Linked DNA regions of Rattus norvegicus: region 1 is linked to region 2. Evidence: chromatin contacts called from public Hi-C data. All regions are on one chromosome and are shown on one strand. The core of a region is the stretch at or near the end of the contact, and the rest is flanking DNA. Distances in the headings are between cores, read along the strand shown.

Region 1 (2,700 bases), core at 142-2,641, 390 kb before region 2:
TCTGTCAGCAGGATTGATCAACATAGAAATGTAGTCACAGACAGACTTTCTCACATTCTCCCACACGTGCTCACACACGCACATGGCTGGTTCCCAGCGTGAACCTGGTGACACTGTGGCACTGTCACGATGTGTCAGGATGTGGTGTAATGACAACAGTATGATACACTGCTGTTTCACTCATTCTGAGAGAGGAAGGGAAGCCAAGTGACATCCAGTTGTGAAACACGGGTCAGCCCATCCAGAAGTGTGAGATCTGAGTAGTGGGGTGAAAACCAAGATTTATTCCAGTGCCACTTCCTTGTCACTGACAAATTCATAGGTGCGTGCAATTTTCTTCACCTATAAGAGAAAGGAGGCTAACAGAAATGTATACTTATCAGGTAAAGATATAAATAGTTGACTATTTCTGCCTTATATGTCAAAATCGATTAAAAATTATATCAGCAAAGCAAAGAATTAAATTCAAAAGAAAAATACCTTTTATTGTCTTCCCGGGAAAGGGAATAACACTTGAAATGTATATAAGAAATACTCAAGTTAATAAAAAAAATTATATCAGCAAAGCAAAGAATTAAATTCAAAAGAAAAATACCTTTTATTGTCTTCCTTGGGTTTCTATTTTTGTGTTAAAGACTGTTGAATCTTTTATCATGTAAAAAGATGTAACTTTCAGGGTAGAATCTGGCTGACATAAACAACTGACTTAGGAATCTAATATTTTATTGTATTTATGAGTTCTGGGCTGAGAGTGAAGGGTAAAAGAATTATTCATCACAACGAATTTCACCAAAAATGGGAATGAGAGAAATTCCTGAATACATTGTAGAGAGAAGCCAGTTTTGGGGGAAAAGATGACTCGATAAAGAGATTTTCCTGTGTTTAAAAGAGTATCGGCTACTCAAGGAGTGGTTCAGACCATGGGTAGTGACCATGCATGCTGGGTGCGATCTGTTTACATTAGTGTTCTAGAGACTGAAATTAGCTATTTGATTCCTGCGAAAGTTGGGAGTGTATTTGAAATTGTCCTTCTAAAAATGTCAATGCTAAATAAATAGCATTTTTCAAACAATGAAGAAAACGGTGAGGCCTTTCACCCATGAGCCTTGAAGGTCTGCACATGAGTGAATCTTAGTGAAAATAAAGGGGAAATGTTTCCTAGGAGAACAGAAATCTGTAGACCTAGGAGCCTCCCGTAACCTTCCCTTGGATCCTTAGAGTGTCGAATGTGCAGTCAGGTGATCAGTAGAGTTCTCTGAGCCACTGACAGCCACAGTCTTGAAGGACATTTCTGTGAGCCATGGAGAAGGCCAGGGAAATGCCCGTGCTCCCACCCGAGGTCGCTAACTGGGTGCTTATAGCTATTGGACTCCACTTTCTTCCTGTGGGCAGTGCCTGATACTCACTGCCAAAGTTTGTTTCCTTTGAGCTCAGTTTATCTGAAGTGGCCAAGCTCCAGGACCTGACCTTTCCTTTCTTCAGATGTGTTAATATCAGGGATTAAACTCTGTAATTGGTCCAGCAGACCTAAGAATGCTAACACCATTAGCTCAGTGCCTGCAAGACAGTCTTTCTCACTCTATCTGCACATTGCCTTGGAGACTGGGGGCCAGCTCACTGTTGCCCCTGTTCACTAAGAGATTAAAACCTAGATGTGAGCGCTGCCACGGTACCGAGGATTGGACCCCATCATGTGACCATGATCATTCTTGTCTGTATACTCAGGACTGTCTGTAATGTTTACTGGGAAATTCACACTCCCCTTTTCCTAATGATCTTAAATCGATTCCTTCTCTGCCTTACAATTGTTGATGTGTGTGATCTTAACAATGTAAAACTATTATAGGGACAGCAAAAGGTGTGGACCTGGAAAGATGTCTCAGTTGGTAAAGCCTTTGCCTTTCCAGTATGAAGACCTGCGTGGCTGTCCCCAGCATCCACAGGAATGGGCTCTGCAGTACAGACCTGTAACCTGATCCTGGGCAAGGCCCAGCCAGGAGGCTCCCTGGCTAATCTAGCCTGTCACCTGTCTCTTACTACTCTGTGGGTTCTTCTTCCTTCCACCCTCTCTACCCTTTTTTTTTTCTTCTACCCTTCCGACCCCGCAACACTGGATAGGAGAGAGGAAAGGATAGAGAGGAAAGGAAAGAGATCCCAAAATAAAGTCAGGGGCTGGAAAAGGGGCAACTAATTCCTGCTGATTAGGGACTTCAAGTTCCTTGGGGCAAGTTTGATCTTCCATGGGAGGATATCTAATTTCTTCTTGTTGTTTCTTAGTTGCTCGAAACTACTTAACAAACCTCGACTGACAACCAACCAACAACCCCCCTATTGGGGCTTTAGCATTTATATACTCTGAAGTTTCTAGAGTCCCAAATGTCATACCATCATTAATTAATTGTTAATTGATTAATTGTTAATTAATTAATTGTTAATTAAATAGCTGGAGAAGTAATGGAGGAGGAGAGCTGAAGGAGACCTCTGGCCTTCTGGTGTGCACCCTTACATACACCCTTGCACATACATAAGCATGTGCACATGCGTAGACCACATACACACAGAAAACAAAGAAAAATACGTGACCCTTCCAAATTCTTTTTTGTTTGCAGTTATGTTTTGTGTCTGACAAAGATAAATCTACCTCACAGGTTGAAGAGTCCCAGGTAAAATATGGGCCACTGCAGTTCTGGTGAGGTCAGG
Region 2 (2,729 bases), core at 55-2,554:
AGGAGTGAGGGATGGAAAAATAGGAGTGGGCAGTACCCTGAGAATTCCCTCTCTGCGAGTTTGAAAGTTTTTAAGTTAAAAACTTAATAATTTGGTAGGCTATGGAGATGTCTCAGTGAGTAAGAGCTCTTGCTGTGGAATCCTAAGGAGCTGAGTTCAAACCCAGCACCAAGCAAAAAAGCCAGCCGGGTTGTGCGCAGTTTCATAACCTCAGTGCGATGATGAAGAGTGGAGACAGGAGAGTAGCTAGCTACCTGTTCTCTACCTGGGGTTCCAAACAGCTGTTCAAAGACATCTGTCACCCGACTGTTGCTTCAGCTGATCTGAATGTCCCCAGATGTCCCCAGGATTATTTCCGCTGATCTGGCTGGTTAGGCCTCCCTCCCTCCCTCACTGCTCCACGTGTGTCCCTCCTAAAGCTGTGTGCTCCCTTCCCCAAACAGAGGAGGACCAACCGTCTGTCAAGGGCGAGCCAGTAAGTACATGGCCCTGCTAGGCTCTCCTGTGCGTTGTTACCAATCAACATAGCTGACACGGTCACAGGAAAGATGTGAGAAGATGCACAACGTAAACAACCACCATGGGAGAGCACGCCAAGTGCTCACAACACGCATGCACACATGGACACGCACACCAAGAATCCCAAATACGGAAGACCTATGACCCCAGCACTCTGCAGTCTGCTAGGACGTCTCACCAGCCACCTCTCCTGAACTCTCCCACATTTATTTATTTATTTATTTATTTATTTATTTATTTATTTATTATCTGGTCAGTATCACAGACTGCTCTCTCTTTCCAAGGACCTATGTTTGGTTCCTAGCACCAACTTCAGTTGGCTCACAAGAGTTTCTAAGTCCATCTCCAGGGATCTGTCACTTCTGACCTCCCAAGAGCACCTATACATTCACACACACACACACACACACACACACACACACACACACACACACACGCACACACACACACACGCACACACGGAATTAAAAGTAAAATAAATCGTTTAAAAAAAAATTCTGAAGAAAAGCTATTTTACCAGTCAAGTGCAGGAGTAAACCCTGGCCTTCGGGGCATCGCCATAACCCTCGATAGGCCAACACAAATGGCACTCCCTAAATACAACCATTTCCGCCGTAAATGACTTAATTAGGCTGTCAAACAGCCCCAGCCCCGTCTCATTCTACTAACTTCACTTCCCGGCAATACCAGGGTGATTTCCAGGATCTTGAGGTCAAAGCCAGCCCAGGTCAGACCTACGTGGCTTGTGCACTTGGGACCTGCCAGCACCCTAAGTGCAAACTCAATCTCATTTCCCAAGCGCACTCCCTCCGCTGCTCCCGCTGATCTACCAAGGCCTGTGGACGGTCTCTACGTCCTCTGGTTCCCTCTGATTTCCAAACTTTTGTTTTTCTTCCTCCTCTGAAGTTTCGTTGTTGTTTTTGTTTTTCTGTTTTGTTTTGTTTTGTTTTGTTTTTTTAAAACCATGCTTATAGGCGGCTCGGCTTTTACTTGTGCAGGGACATTTTCCCTGCCCTTGATGAGACAGCTTGTCTTTCCCCTCAACCGTCTTCGTCCAGTCCCTGATAAACTGTTTATTTTTCCTAACAGCTTTCCTTTTTAGCCTGAAAAACAAACGCTAGCCAAAACGGGTCTCATGTCTCTGGATTGTAACCTGCGGTGAAATCTCTGGTGCTGGAGCGCCTCCTGCTGGGCAACTGAGAATTAGCAGGTAACGCAGCCTTTCTCCTTGATACAGGAGGGAGGGTCTCCTGATGTAGCTCTCAGGGCTTGAGCTCTTGCCTCGGCCTCCACTGTGAAAAATTTGTTATTTAGACATTTTACAAATGCTCATCTTTGCTCCGCTGGCTCCTTCACTGTTCGTGGACAAAGAAGACATCTGGGTTCCAAACAGCAGTCAGATTGATGGAGCTCTGAGCCTGTGCGTTCCGGAGCCTCCTTTTTCACTTGACCTCACTGTATGTAATAAGGTTTGGATGGAGGCTCTCAGCAAGTAATCAGAGGTATGCCTCACGCCATCCGCAGGTGACTGTGATGGTAAAGTTGAGGGATTCGTGGTAACATCTGACTATTTAACCGATGGAATAACATTAAGACCCTCAAAAGCAGCTTCAATGTAACCGCTGAACTCACTCCTGACCTTTCCGATGAGAATTTGATGAGGGAGGAAGGAAATGGTCCCTCTTCGTTCGCAGATGTACCTCTTTCCCCGTCAGTGGGCTCCCACGAGGGCAGTATAACTACATCCAAAGCCACTGAAAAAGTCTTTTTCAGAAAAGATAAAGGTGGTCGGAAACCGTAAGATTGCACTGATGGGAAAGGGCTGCATCTTGTCAAGACTGAGAGAGCTTTACTGTGGTACACGGTTGTCTTAAAAATCTGTGTGTGCACGTGAAGAATTCCCAAGAGCTAGACAGGTCTGCCACCCTCATAGAGCTGACTTTAAAGACTAGCTTACTTGCCATTAAGTTGCCTGGATTAGGAAATAATTTGAAAAATGTTTTTTTGTTTTTTTTTTTTAAATCAGTGTGTACATAAATGCCTGGTCAGCGACAGTGGAAGGCATCTGGAGTTGAGGTCTCTGTTTTCTCGTTGGAGAAAAAGTCAAACAGTAGGAACACTCATTTCCGCTCACCTTAGAGAGAAATGTGATCCTCTAGAAGGCTAGTGTGGCAGCGTCCACCTTCACAACCGTCATTTTTACTCTATTT

Evidence for each region. A called contact is a pair of places that touch in the nucleus more often than the background predicts.
Region 1: a contact with region 2 is called in a Hi-C map of liver, with 5 times the contacts expected there. The contact joins two enhancer-like sites. A contact is called at or near these places in 5 of 12 Hi-C or Micro-C datasets (hepatocytes, kidney, liver and 1 more).

Annotation. Positions count from the first base shown.
Region 1 is chr15:10,384,647-10,387,346 of GRCr8, reverse strand. All of the region lies in intron 1 of Thrb (thyroid hormone receptor beta), which reads left to right. Among named protein-coding and RNA genes, the nearest start is that of Thrb, 75 kb to the left of the region's middle. Within about 2 kb of position 1,391, at least 5 of the 93 cell types and tissues checked have an H3K27ac peak or open chromatin away from gene starts, as enhancers often do. A contact at or near this core is called in liver, where this site is marked.
Region 2 is chr15:9,996,571-9,999,299 of GRCr8, reverse strand. No RefSeq gene overlaps it. Among named protein-coding and RNA genes, the nearest start is that of Nr1d2, 43 kb to the right of the region's middle. Within about 2 kb of position 1,304, at least 10 of the 93 cell types and tissues checked have an H3K27ac peak or open chromatin away from gene starts, as enhancers often do. A contact at or near this core is called in liver, where this site is marked.